4 separate regions of the Mus musculus genome follow, and all the other regions are linked to region 4. The links are chromatin contacts, called in public HiChIP or PLAC-seq and promoter capture Hi-C maps. All regions are on one chromosome and are shown on one strand. The core of a region is the stretch at or near the end of the contact, and the rest is flanking DNA. Distances in the headings are between cores, read along the strand shown. Region 1 overlaps Hpse2 (heparanase 2). Region 2 overlaps Hpse2 (heparanase 2). Region 3 overlaps Hpse2 (heparanase 2). Region 4 holds the start of Hpse2 (heparanase 2).

What was found. Promoter capture Hi-C pulls out the DNA fragments that hold promoters and counts their contacts. HiChIP or PLAC-seq counts read pairs in DNA pulled down with a chosen protein or histone mark.
Region 1: a contact with region 4 is called in an H3K4me3 HiChIP or PLAC-seq map of craniofacial prominence, with 5 times the contacts expected there. The contact joins the enhancer-like site here to the promoter of Hpse2 in region 4. A contact is called at or near these places in 19 of 39 promoter capture datasets (the 3T3-L1 cell line, 3T3-L1-derived adipocytes, the C10 cell line and 12 more), 2 of 484 Hi-C or Micro-C datasets (the HPC-7 cell line and cranial neural crest), 6 of 115 datasets of contacts at active chromatin or transcription factors (craniofacial prominence, embryonic limb bud, embryonic stem cells and 2 more) and 4 of 9 other capture datasets (adipose tissue, embryonic stem cells, liver and 1 more).
Region 2: a promoter capture Hi-C map of hippocampal neurons shows a contact between it and region 4, with 18 times the contacts expected there. The contact joins the enhancer-like site here to the promoter of Hpse2 in region 4. A contact is called at or near these places in 26 of 39 promoter capture datasets (the 3T3-L1 cell line, 3T3-L1-derived adipocytes, the C10 cell line and 15 more), 5 of 15 datasets of contacts at CTCF or cohesin (embryonic stem cells, hippocampal excitatory neurons, pro-B cells and 1 more), 142 of 484 Hi-C or Micro-C datasets (3T3-L1-derived adipocytes, the AML12 cell line, the AtT-20 cell line and 69 more), 18 of 115 datasets of contacts at active chromatin or transcription factors (PVALB interneurons, astrocytes, bone marrow-derived dendritic cells and 11 more) and 6 of 9 other capture datasets (adipose tissue, embryonic stem cells, embryonic tail and 3 more).
Region 3: an H3K4me3 HiChIP or PLAC-seq map of embryonic stem cells shows a contact between it and region 4, with 8 times the contacts expected there. The contact joins the enhancer-like site here to the promoter of Hpse2 in region 4. A contact is called at or near these places in 10 of 39 promoter capture datasets (the 3T3-L1 cell line, the C10 cell line, embryonic stem cells and 5 more), 4 of 484 Hi-C or Micro-C datasets (the N1E-115 cell line, bone marrow-derived macrophages and cortical neurons), 7 of 115 datasets of contacts at active chromatin or transcription factors (astrocytes, cardiomyocytes, craniofacial prominence and 3 more) and 4 of 9 other capture datasets (adipose tissue, embryonic stem cells, liver and 1 more).

What each region holds. Positions count from the first base shown.
Region 1 is chr19:42,946,572-42,949,774 of GRCm38.p6, forward strand. The region is part of intron 6 of Hpse2 (heparanase 2); the gene reads right to left. Among named protein-coding and RNA genes, the nearest start is that of Hps1, 170 kb to the left of the region's middle. Within about 2 kb of position 1,715, at least 16 of the 459 cell types and tissues checked have an H3K27ac peak or open chromatin away from gene starts, as enhancers often do. A contact at or near this core is called in craniofacial prominence, embryonic limb bud and second pharyngeal arch cranial neural crest, where this site is marked.
Region 2 is chr19:43,026,036-43,029,404 of GRCm38.p6, forward strand. The region is part of intron 3 of Hpse2 (heparanase 2); the gene reads right to left. Among named protein-coding and RNA genes, the nearest start is that of Hps1, 250 kb to the left of the region's middle. Within about 2 kb of position 1,731, at least 1 of the 459 cell types and tissues checked has an H3K27ac peak or open chromatin away from gene starts, as enhancers often do.
Region 3 is chr19:42,904,941-42,908,208 of GRCm38.p6, forward strand. The region is part of intron 9 of Hpse2 (heparanase 2); the gene reads right to left. Among named protein-coding and RNA genes, the nearest start is that of Hps1, 130 kb to the left of the region's middle. Within about 2 kb of position 1,556, at least 4 of the 459 cell types and tissues checked have an H3K27ac peak or open chromatin away from gene starts, as enhancers often do. A contact at or near this core is called in the N1E-115 cell line and embryonic stem cells, where this site is marked.
Region 4 is chr19:43,386,655-43,390,111 of GRCm38.p6, forward strand. It overlaps Hpse2 (heparanase 2), which reads right to left and starts at 1,701. Exons shown (of 12, transcript NM_001081257.2): 1 at 1,368-1,701. The coding sequence starts at 1,657.

The sequences.
Region 1 (3,203 bases), core at 465-2,964, 440 kb before region 4:
ATGCTCAATCTTGGTTCTCAACTCAGGGTTCTTATAAACCCAAAAGGAATCACTGAGGTCTCGGCTACTGTGATAGCGAGATACAGATCTGGGAAATGGCTTACATCCTCAAGTTGTTTCTTGTGACTTCTGAAGTTTGTAGCTGTTCATTCTTTAGGCTGAATGTCAAGTTGATTTCCTTGACATTGAAAGTGCTGCTGGTGGTGATGTTCCTGTGTGCTCTGTGATGACCTGGACGAGTTTCTGTACTCTCCACACAACAAACCTCAGCTTTTTATGAAATGAAACATCCTCCAAGTTACAGGAAATCATTACTCTGTCACTAAGGCCATGCCAAATTTCCCCAAAGGAGGGTTGTTTTCCAACCCTCACTGGCTCCTCACTGCCCCCTTCCAATCCTATTAGGCTAACCCTAGATTTACAGACTTACCCACAGAGAATGAGAAATACAAATGTTAAAAGCACTTACAATGCTTGGCCACATTTTTCATGTGATTCACATTAGACCATCTCATGAGAAAGTTGGGCATGCACTGGAAAAACTATACTAATTACACACGGTGAATTTCAGAATTACAGAAAATTCGAATTCCTTGACGTCTGCAAAGGAACATTAACAGCAGTGTTTATTGTTAGTGGTTCTTTTATTCACTGCTAACCTTGTTTCCTTTTATTTGTATGAAATGGAGTGGGAAGGGAGAAACAGAGAGGGAAAGACAGGAAACAGTGGTCCATCTCCGCACCAAATGCCATCAGGAAGCCACAGTTATGCTGCCGTATAATGGTGATGCTCAGAAAACTGTCTGCCCAGCAGGAGCCATGTAACTCTAGACAACAATGAAATTATTTTCTGCAGTTCTCAAAACCATCCAACATAAATTCTAATGACATTACATTTCTCTTTCTCTGCTGAACTCTTAGGAGATTTTGTTCCTCCAGACAAAAATGAAGAGTTTTAGAGAAAAGGGTGCGGTGACAGTGGACACAGACATGGTGATGCCTGTGCATCAAGACTTATGGCTGCAGCTGCCATGAACCCGGGAGACGGGATGAAGCTGCTTGACTGTTTCTCATCAAAGAGGGAAAGAAGACACTTGGCCAAAGGAGAACAAATGTCTGTCAGGGCAAACGACTTACAGAATCTAGTCAGCCCTTTACCTAAAGACAGTAGCTGGGCTCACTCTCAGGCTCTCATCAACACATCAATCATTCACACACTTAAAAGGAAAAAAATTAAGCTGTTTTTCATATCCTACAAGTGTGTTCAATTTTACTTTGAAAATCCAAATGGAGTGCCTCTTGCTTAAAATACTTGGCCAAGAAAAAAATTAAGTGTAACTACCAGCATAAACTTACATTGGGATTAAGTTACAAAAGCATTGTTCATAAAGTTTACCTGAGGTGAGAAAATGGAATATATTGCTAAAGTTGAGATTTTGGGGTGGCTTTGAAATCTGCATGGTTTTCCCTGATAGCATCAGGTGTGGTTTTTTCTTGGAAATTAGAGTTTGACAGTTATAATGATAACTTGATAGGATCCTGAGTTCCAGTCACCTGTGAGGTAGCTATGTTCTGTAATCCTAAACTCCAAACTTCCAAACGAATATAATTAACACTGCAAGTAATCTGAGAAATACAATCAGACATGCTTACTGCACAGAAAGCCCCAAAGTCAAACATCCATGCTGAGGTAATACAGCTCTTAAAGGGATCAAATGACACCAGAGACAAATGTATCAAGTTGCTGTGGCAACTGATCCAAAGTGCAGCCCAGCTGTTTCCAGTCTGGTCTCCCAACATCAGAGACTATTCACTCAAGGCAAACCATAAAAATACCTCCTAGCTCATAAAAACGACATTTTCTGTTTTGTACACCAGCTCACTCATCTCCTCAGGCTAAGGTCTGTCTATCCCACTTGCTCTTGTCTTTTGCTCATCAGGATAAGCCTGTGGGAGAATCCTGCCAACAGTTAAACTTGGGTTCTCAAGTACAACAGAGAGGTGAGTTCCTTCAGAAGCTAAGGAGGCTCGTGATTGCCTCATCCCAGTTACACACAAACTCAGCTGTAACCTTCCAGGGTCATTGTTATAGATCAGGGGCTTAAATTTGCCCTTTCTGTCGGGGCAAATGCCTTTCAAGTGAAAATTTCAAGTGGAAGATGAATGGTTGCTTTCATTACTTTTTTTCTAGAAAGTAGGTCATGAAGTATGCTTCTTCGAAGGAACTAGAGAGGGGATGGTGAATGGGAAGAGCAGTGGCGTCTGCTCTCTGGGGAAATGTATTGGTTAAATCGTGGACCACCATCGTTTCTCTGAGACTCCTCAGACAAGATGCACTCTTCGATGCTTACTTGCCTAGGGATAATTGGTGTTACTGAGCTTTGCTTTGTTAGTGCAGTACTCCTGGGAATGAAACCTCTGAGTGTATTATTAAACGTTTATTCTAATTTATAATGACTGGGGCAGGGACTGGGACTTCCCTTTCGAAAACTCATAGGTGACACTAATGCTGCTGGCTTGGACTTTCCCTTTAGCACAAGGTCAGAAGAGCTTCCCAAGTTTACATTTCTAGGGAGCCCCATCAATACTGGTGCATAGAAAGCTTTGAGCTAATGTTAGTTCTTACCTTAATTTCAATTTATACCCTAATTTTCAGTATATTATACAAAGCACCAGTTGTGAATGCATCTCCATGCTTGAGGATTTGCACCAGCATTGGGTATCTCTGCCACACACCCATCCATGCTGTTTTGGGGGGAATTGTAGGAGCTGGGAACTCTGTCACAGACACTCCACTGAGCTCATGGAGCAGTTGTGGGAATGTGGAAAAGAAGGATGAGAGCAGTGTAGACGATGGAGACCTGGCTTGTGAAGTTTCAGAGGGAGCCTGAAAACCCATGCCTGTGGTATCCTGTATTAAGAATCTCTGGTTCCTGGTAAGAAATCATCTCTGGCTAGCAAGAAACTAAAACCACCGAAGGGAAACTTGTCCTTTACTGGGACATATGATGCTGGTTAACTGTGACTGAGAAATTCGCTGTCTTTAAGAAGAAACTACTGACCCCCCCCCAAAAAAAAAGTTAATGAATGCTTCCAAATGATACTCTGCTATACTGAGATCAGTGCCTAGCCCAATCGTCACCAGAGAGGCTTCACCCAGCAACTGATGGAGCAGATGCAGAGACCCACAGTCAGAGCTCAGG
Region 2 (3,369 bases), core at 481-2,980, 360 kb before region 4:
CCTAATTCCCAACTGTGGGTGTGGGTAAACTAGCACAACCACCATGGAGATCAGTGTGCATACCCCACCCCCAGAAGACGGTTATGGGAGAAACCAGCCACTTTCTGATTGGCCCTAGGGTCCATTCCATGAGATAGAACCCATACTTGGCACTGTTAAAGGGCCAAGGACCTCTGGGTACATGATTCCTAGGTCCCAGAGTAGAACGGAATACTATTACCTTGCTATATAGACATAGGATTAAGAGGACTCCTAATGATTTACTTTTATACTCATAGATACTCACACATCCCTCAAGCCTTATCCAAGAAGCTTCTCCTTGCAGACTGCAATTAACACCTGACTCAGTCAAATGTGGAGAATTAAAGACTGTGGAGTGCTCAGCCCCAAAAGTTACAAGAACGCCATACCCTTCAACCCAGGGCTCTAAGACTTGAGAAAGACGGCAGGAATCGCAGAACCTGAGGTGGCATAAATATTAAGTGAGTATTTTCCAGAAACCACAGGGCAGTTATCCACTTAACTCACAGTGATTGTGACAGCATACGCTAAATTTGCACAGGTTTAAGGCAGAAAAAAATCCAGTGCATAGAATTGGGAAGAACATGTAGAAGGAAGTAAAAGGACAAGAATTGGGATGAAGAATCAGGATGACAATGATTGTTAGGGGTCACAGTTGCCACAATAACAAAAGGGTATGACATCAGATCTTTTTTTAAAAACTAGATATTTTCTTTATTTATATTTCAAATGCTATCCCGAAAGTTCCCTAAACCCTTCCCCCGCCCTACTCCCCTACCCACTCACTCCCACTTCTTGGCCCTGGTGTTCCCCTATACTGGGGCATATAATCTTCGCAAGACCAAGGGACCTCTCTTCCCAGTGACAGCCGACTAGGCCATCTTCTGATTCATATGCAGCTAGAGACATGAGCTCTGGGGGTACTGGTTAGTTCATATTGTTGTTCCACCTATAGGGTTGCAGACCCCTTTAGCTCCTTGGGTACTTTCTCTAGCTCCTCCATTGGGGCCCCTGTGTTCCATCCTATAGATGACTGTGAGCATCTACTTCTGTATTTGCCAGGCACTGGCATAGCCTCACTCGAGATAGCTATATCAGGGTCCTTTCAGCAAAATCTTTCTGGCATATGCAATAGTGTCTGGGTTTGGTGGCTGATTATGGGATGGATTCCCGGGTGGGGTAGTCTCTGGATGGTGGTTCATCCTTTTGTCTTAGGACATCAAACTTAGGACATCAGATCTTGAGAAATGAGTAAGATAGATACAGGGGATTTTAGAACAGTTCTGTATGACTCTGACATTCTGAGTTTAAAACAAAGGCTTTAAAAAAGAGAGGCTTCAATCAGAAGGACACCGGGGCAAGCCAACCACAGATAAACTAGGTGGGTTCTGGGGGCACCAAATCAGATGTGGTGGGACATGTCTGGCCACAAGGTGGCACTCACAGCCCCTCTTTTCCTGAATTTCTGTCAAACATTGACCAAGGTTTTACTGTACTAGAACAAAGAACCGATCTTATGTCCCACCACCTGCACACAGCGCTGCTTTTCTTTTAGGGCATGGAATCTAAGGATGCTGAAATTCCCTGGGGGTCAGGGTGGGCTCGAGGATTTGGAGAAAGGAACAGAGGTGATGCTTCTACAGAGTGTCAGCATAAAAGCTAAACAAAGGATTTGACCATTAGTTAATGGACAGGGGACTTCAAAGGTTGGAAAAGGGTCGGAGAGGAAGCTAAGATTGCCTGCTGTCGAGGACTGAGCATGCGCTGGAAAGTCAAAGTAGCAAATATAGGTCGCTCACACACCGGCCGGGAGAGAAAGGGAAAGCAGGTGGGCTTTTCCTACGAGCAGCCATTTCTAAAGGAGGCTTTAACTTACCTCCCTTTCAAATATTTAAACAATCATTTGTTGAATGGTAACTGTTTCACAGAAAAATTAGCTTTATGAAGCAAATAAAACTATGAGGCAGGAAAGACAACTCAGCAGCCAAGGCCACTGGCCGCTCTCCAAGGCGGCCCCGGTTTGGTTCCTAGCACTCAAACGGCGGCTTACAACCATCTATACCCCCCAGGTCCACAAGATCCTGCACCTCCTTCTTTCCTCCACAGGCACCAGGAAGGCACTCAGTGTACGTATGTATATACATGCAGGCAAGACACTCATAAAATAAAACCAAACCTTTAATTAGCAAATACAACTGCACTCCAGATATACTTCTACTTAACTAAACATCTTTTAGTTTCTCAGTATTAGAGAACGTACTTATTTTTTCACATGTCACATCTGTGTTTCACACAATAATATCCACTGATATTTGGTTAATGTGAAGCTAGATAGAAATGAACGTAAATCTAAGCTTCCTGGTGTCCAGTTTCATGTTCCTTTGGCTGAGTCCTTTGGACTTATTTTCTAGTTCAATATTTTCATTTAGATGATAAGTTGAACTTTGCTTTTATTTAATTTTTTTACATGTATGTATGTATGTGTTTGGGACATACTACAGTGCCCTTGTTGAGATCAGAGGACAATTTGTAAGAGTCCGCTTTTTCCTACAATGTGGCTTCCGGAATCAGTATCAGGCCACCAGGCTCAGCAGTAATCACCTTTACCTGATGAACCATCTCACTGGCTCTTTTCTTTCAACATTCCCAGCATGACAATGGTTCTGTGAGCCAATCTGTTTTGAATATTTCCATGCTATTTAAAATACAAACTAGTTAAAGGTTAAAAAAGAAAATTCTGTGCCCATTTTTGAGGGGTATGGGGTATGCAGGTAATTATGAAAAAAAATAGAACCTCAATAGACAATTCAAAATAATTTCCCTTTTAACTGATAATTTTTTTTTAATTATTTGTTTGTTTCCTTAAATCGTTAAGGTGAAAATAATATGATCATCTTTCATAAGGAGAATTCTTTTTATTCCTTTTCGGTATAAACAAGAGGGAATGAAGACCACTTTAGCTTTGTTCCTCCCATAGGTTCCCCATCCCCAATTACACAAAAGGAAGCAAAGAGCTTCTATAGACACATCACCAGTAACTCCATACAGACCAAACCAAAGAGACCGGCAAGCTTGTTTTGTGGCTAGGCCTCCATGGGAAACAGCCTTCATACTGAGTTGGAAAGAATAAAGGACATGTTTGAACTCACAAGTGCCTGAAAACATCATGTCTGCAAAGTGTGGTTGGCATTTTTATGCATTTTAAAGAGTCTAATGAAGCCCAGCTCCATCCAGATTCCTACAAAAGCTGAGGAATGGAAAGGGTTACTGCCACCCAGGGGTCAGAGTGTGGTTATTGCTCCAGCCAGTTGTACAAAGGAGACCTGTCATTTATAGATAGCTCCAAAG
Region 3 (3,268 bases), core at 306-2,805, 480 kb before region 4:
CCAGTGGCAGGTCATCAGGGGAAAGGGCGGAGCCTGTGACAACACATGGGCATGGCGTAACTAACATGTGCTCTTTTCCTCAGGAAGACAGGCTCACGGCAGAAGGAGGTGCCACTTTGCTAGCAGAAAGCTACAGAGGAACAAGGGATGTGGCTGAAAAGTTATTTCCTGAGCAAAACAGCAGAGTAGAACCATTCTCATTCTGCTCCTCGCCTTCCCCCTTTCCCTTCTTCACCCCACCTTTTTGAACTTTTGTTGTAAAAGAGAAGACTTCAGGTCCAGCAGAAACGGACCCACAGATACAGAGATGCCCCTAGGTGCTGTCCTCAAGTCCTCCTCCATTATCATCAGCTCTCACCATCATCAGTGTCAGAGTGGAGCCTTCACACTTGGTGACCTTCCATCAGTGACATGGAAAGTCCACACTTCACAGTAGGGTTTATCTGTGGTGCCCATTCTGTGGTTTGGGATTGGCACAGAAGCAACCCACTGTTTAGTATCATTCAGAATAGTTTCCCTGCCCTAAAATCTTCTGTTTCTCTCCCTCACCCTAACTCCTAGAAACCATGTTCACAGTGCTGTCCTATCCTGCTATTGTCTCTTACCTTTGACAGGTACTACTGGAACAGGCCTGCCAGAGCGGGACAGTGGAAAGGTGAAAAGTTAAAGACAAGGGGGAAGGGTGGTGTGGGACGTGGCCTGAGGGGCCCTGAGGCCCAGAGGCTTGCCATCTCTGGATTTACTCAAGAGCACCAGCAAAGCAGAAAAAATTTGCTAATAAGATTCTTTCCTGAAATATACTAAGTTGGGTTTGAATGAATGGGAGTACAAAAACCATATTTTTCCGGGAGAAACTCAAGTACAATTAAGTAGAGCTCTAATCTCTTAAACTCTCCTGAAGAAGCAGCATGGTACAAAGCCCACAGGTTGTTACTGGCATTGTTTAGCTATCAGTTCCACAGCTGTCTGACATGGTGACCAATATGATCCTCAAGTCCAGCTCCATTCCCCATCTTTGGGCCCAGTCAGCAATTCTGGCCTGTCTTGTAAATTCTTTCCAGGGGACACTAGGACACTCTCGCAGCTGTGGAGTTTTCTACTTATAAGGTACAGCATTTGCTATGAGGCGAGATAAAGAAGGAGCTTGCTACCTTGTGAGCGCTTTTACATATGCTTTCCTTATCACAGCCTCATGTCTCTGGACCTGCAGCTGCCCCGCTCACTTGGGCCTTTGTGCTGCATCCCTGGACACAGTTAAGGGATCTTAGAGGCTTATGTGAGCTCTGGGGCCATCAGGTGTCAGCTGAGGATTTCTGTGCTCTGCTTTTAAAGAAAGTAACGGGCAGTTACTCCTATTTGGGGAGAATAAAGCCATGAAAGTTTGTGTCTTAAGTGTCCAAAGCCATGGTCCTGGGCAGTCACACAGATGCGTGGTAAGATACCCAGGTGGTCCTATCCTGGAAAGGAGGCCTGTTTAGTCTTCCAACACCCATCTTGCACCAGCTTGTCTCCTTTGCTCCTGTTTATCGCCAGACCCAAGTCAAGGGCAGAATTTGCCTCAGGCATAACAAAGACACCTACATGAGCACTTAGGGAAATAGCGCTGCACAGCAGAGAGAAAGTAGGATTCAGAGCTAGAAAACCCCGGGGGTCCTGGCTACTGTGACTTCTCTGACCTCAGGAACCTGAGCTGACATCACAGCTATTGTCCACACTCCTTTAGCTCTCTATTTTTTCAGGAAAGTTAATAAAGTCATATTTACCTCGGTAGGCTTTATTTAGAGCAGTTATGATAAACTACAATGATCTCATACTCATTTTCCATTTCTCGCCACAATACACAGGATCTCTGTCCTTCTGGCTCAATGCAGAGATCTGGCCAGGAATTATAGTAAGCAAATGGGATGCAAAGAAGATGAGTGAATGAGGTTTGAATGAAGGAAGGGAAGAAGAAAAAAGGAAGGACTGGAGTTTTGCTGATACACCAAATAAAATTAAATAAACATAGAAAACAATCTTGACCTGTTAAGTGTGACCTTCACTGATAAAAGCGGTGCTGTGCATTGAGGAAGCGTGAGGACTTCCATGATCAAAGCTCCCCAGGGATTTTTTCTCACTACTTCTAGTACATCTGACTCCCGCCTACTTCACATCTATGCAGTCTCCTCCTTCCTTCCAGCCTCTGGCACATGTGACCCTGCGTCTCTGGACGTGCTGAGTTAGTTCCTGCCATGAAATGTTTCTGTTAGTCTCTGCCTTGCTTAAAAAGCTGTGTGACGCCTGCTTACCTAGCTTCTTACCATCAGTTGTCTCTTTCCTTACCTGTCACATGGTAATAAAAGCCCTTCCTGTATCCACATCTAGGAGTCTAGATGTATAATAGAATAATAACATTCTACTATTTATTTATTCATTGTTGTTTCTTCCCTGACTCCTGCTTCTCAAAAACAAAACAAAACAAAAAACAAAACAAAACAAAAACCAACCAACCAACCAACTAACCAAAAAAACCCTTTCATTTATTCCAAATAGAAAACATGATCTATATTTGTTTGATACTTATACCTTGGAGATAATTTTCTAATTATTTTGGCTTATTTACACAAATTAAATCTCTATAGTTCTAAGCAGAAAACTCTCACCCCTCCTTTCTACCTCAGCCTCGCGTACAGACTTCAAGACTTACTCTCGCTCTGTGAATAAAAACAATGTGCCAATTGGTTTCAATTTTGAGACTTGAAAATGATATTTTTGTGGGCCACACTATTCCTGTTCTATGCCTCTTGACTTGGGGGTTGGCAAAGAAAAAGTTGGGTGGAAATAGGTAACTGAAGCAAATGACAGGAACAGGAGCTCATGCCCTATTCCGGTTTACTCCCAGGGCCCTCAAGGCAGCCTTAACTCAAGGCCCAGGCTCTGGTCCAGGGCTGGTGTTATACCCCATTCCGTCTCACCCTCAGTGTCCTTGTCCAATAAAGCAGATACATTATCTCAAAGGGCAGCCACAGGCATGGGAAAAGAGTCTGGCCTTCCACCAGGACCACGATGTGATACCTGTGTAAGGAACCATCTGTATGATATTTCTAAGGAAAAAAGCAAACACCAGCTTTTCTGAGCTGAGATTTCCCTGATGATGTAGCAGGTCACTCAGAACTATGCCTTGGGGCAAATCTTCATTGTCACATAGGGGTCAACATCTAACTTCATCCCTTCCCTAAGAGATGGATGGGCGCCTGTTGAATCTGATCTTGGTGAACACCCCATCTGC
Region 4 (3,457 bases), core at 451-2,950:
GGAACCCCAAAACGGCCTCCGCATTGGTGGCGACGACCTCCGAGTCTTTGGCTAAGCTACCCTGACCTGGATGGAGCGCTCGGCGCAGCGCCTACAGCTACCTGCTGCGTCCGCAGACCTGAGGCTGAGCGCTAAGGGGCGGGTGCACCCGGAAAAGCAAAACTCTAAGGGTGAAAAATGCTCAATAACGATGTGAGTCGGATCTGGAATGGGATGGAGAGCACTCTAGACTCTTTGGAGGAGCCCAAACTAAGGGTCCAACTTGAAGGGAATTTTCAGAAACTTAACACTTGGATATTCAATATTGCAGAGGTTTATCCTCCCTTTCTTTTTCTTCTGTGTGTTTTCTTTTTATTTCCAACGCCCCCCTCTTTGCAACCGCCCCTGATGGGAAGGGGATCGCGGTTGCTTAACTGCCTGAATAGTAACAACCCGGGAAGAGGGTGAACCCAACTAGACTGTCAGCGAGACTCAACCTTCAGGTTTGTTAATCCACCACTGCTTTGGGGTTCAAAACTCCCAACGCTTCCCCTGAGAGTTCCTAGGACCTTTATGGATCGCGTATGATGCACACTACGACCCGAGCAACGATTTTTTTTCCCCACTGTAAAAAATTAAACTATGCAGTTACCAAGGAAAACTAAAGAGGAGGGTGGAGGGGGAAGGGCTTCATCTATAAAAAGTGTCTTACAAAGTCAAGGCTGATAATGACAGCGGAGGATACAAAATAAAAAATTTTAACTCCAATCCAACTTGCTCACCGCTCAGGACTCTCCTTAAATTCGTTTTCTGTCTGGGAGTGAGAACTGATGAAACCATCTTTCCGTGGCAAATTCCACTTTCATGCAATCTCCCAACTGAACACTCGGACACACGCACACTGCTTTCTCTCTCACACACAACCACTCCTCTGGAGTCTTTGTTGTTCCAGATCTTCCCTTTTGTAACTTCCCTGAACCTCTTGTTTCTTTTTCAGAAGGGGAGACTAATTGTGGATATATGTAAGCACAACATTTTTTCAGTCATAACTGATAAGTTTCTGAAATGCCTTCTGCATTGCAAACATGTGCATCTTAATAGAAAACACTGCTTTCCTCAATCACCAGTTACAGCCTCACAGCAAATAGTCCAGGAGGGGGGAAACCTCCTTTTTTTCTCTTGGAAAGACAGATCGGTTTGCTGCTGCTGCTGTTGCTGCTGCTGCTGCTGCTGCTGCTGCTGCTGCTGTACCTCCTCTTCTTCTCCTCCTCCTTCTTATTCTTCTTTTTTCTCCTCTTTTTTCTTCCCCCTTTGGAGCAGGGGATAGGAAGAGAATGGGGGTGGGGGTACTTAAATTTTTAAATGACTCATCGAAGCCCCTGCCTTACCTTAAGAAATCGAGCCAGCCATCATGAATGATGGAGGGATCCAGCTGCAGAGAGAGGAAGTTCTCATTGACTGTCCTGACTGGGTTCTTGGTGCTCACATCAAGTAGAATCAGGGTCTTTTCCTTCAAACCTGTAGCTCTGTCTACAGGCAAAGGTCTCCTGTTTCCAGCGTGGAAGGAGAGGGAGAGATGGAGCAACAGAGCCAAGAAGAGAGCCACCAGGGCTAGGCACGAGGGGGGGCGGGAGCTGCTGGAGGCCATGGCTTCAGGGAAAGCACAGAGCACCCTCATTAAATCCCTCTGATTTAAACTTCTTTCCCTACTGGGTCTCGATGGTGACTAATTGTCCTTATCTAAAGTGTGTGTCTCTCTGCCCCCCTTCTCTCCCCCCCCCTATTCTCTTTCGCCCTCGCTCCCTCGCTCTTGCTCGCTTGCTCGCATTTTTTTTTCAGTGTTTTGGTGCTGGTGGAGCGAACTCACGCCCCTAGCCAGCCTTCTCAGCAACTCGTGCCAAGAGTACTGTTCACCAGCACCGCCCCTTTAAGAGATTTGACTGCAGACATTTTTTAACTTTTTAAAGGTAAGGGATGGGGGAGGGGGGAGAAGGGGGAGGGGTGGCCGTTGTGCCCTACTGATTTAACCCGCTAGGGTCAGGAAGCGGCCAGTGGGACTGAAACTGTACTGTGGTACCATCTTGAGTAAGAGCTTATTTTCAAGTCCCCTCCCCAGTAGGCTATGGGGAAGGCCCTTCACTGCCTGAGGGGCAGTCTGTCCTGACTATTTCTTGCTTACCGTCCACTTTGTGCCTTCCTTTTGGGTTGAAGCAGTAAATGTTGTTAGGTTGTAAATGGTTTTATGATGGGCAAAGTAATTTTTGCCAAGGCACAAAAAGCAAAGAAGAGTCCATGCCTAGGTGTGCAAACCCCTGAATCTTGCAAGATAACTAGAAAGAAGTTTCTCCTGAATAGGAGACTAAGGTGGGGGAGAAGGGAGAGTATTCCCAGGTCAAAGAACTTCCTAGTCAGGAGAGTCAAAAAAGAATCAGTATGCTCCATGGCACTGCTGCTTATGTGTGAGGGAGAGTCTTGAGTTTCCCATATATGTTATTTTATGGCTTTGGCAACCCATTGGACTGATGATCAAGACACCCTATGTTCATTTGAATCACTCCTTGGCCAATGTATTCCACTGTAAAAGTAAAGATGCCTCTCCAATGTCTCCTTGCCAACAACCCTCAGACTCATACCCTTGCAGGGGAGTATGTCTTCCTGACGTAGAAATGGGCTATAGGGGTGTCAAATCCAGCCCTAGGCCAAAATTAGAGTGTGCCTGCTTGGAACTCTGGGATACAGATCATCCTGGACTTCGAGTGCACTGCAAACCTCTGTTCTTTTCATTCCCACCCTCAATAGCTTGCAAATTATCCTGAGTCCCATCCTAACACAAGGGGAAACAATCCAGCCACAATCACAGGCAGTCACAATCACACCCAGTCCCATTTTCAGCTTCTCTCTGGGATACAACAAGTCCTCTATTTTGGCAGATGAAGGGAGCTACTTTATGAAAAATGGGTAAATGAGAGCACCCCAGGGCATTCCTTGATTAAACAGACTAGATGACAGTTGAATGCAGAGCATGGGTCCCCACCACTGCCAGTACTGCACACTGGGCAGTATGAGAGCTCAGTAAACACTACAATAGCAATCTATTTTCCTTCCTTCAGCCAGAAAGAATTAGCCAACCTACATAGGACTGGACTAGATTACCTTAAGCTAACATTCCCTGAGGATTCTCTGCCAGTCTAAGAACCCCAAACCACCAGATCACTTAGAGATGGTTTCTAAAACTAAATTATAACATAAATTAAATACTGGCTCTAGCCTTCATACCTGCTTCCTCTAGCGCCTTACACTTTCTAGTCCTCTATATCCTTAACCACATGCTTATGCCCCTGGGGTTAGGGTAAGACAGGCATAAGTTTCAGTACAAACTACTGTCATTTTTAAAGGAGTCTGACACTTCATGGAGATGGGGACAGCTTGGGAACCAAAGGCTTCTCTGTGTCTCTGGACTCAGGTATGTAGAGTGCTC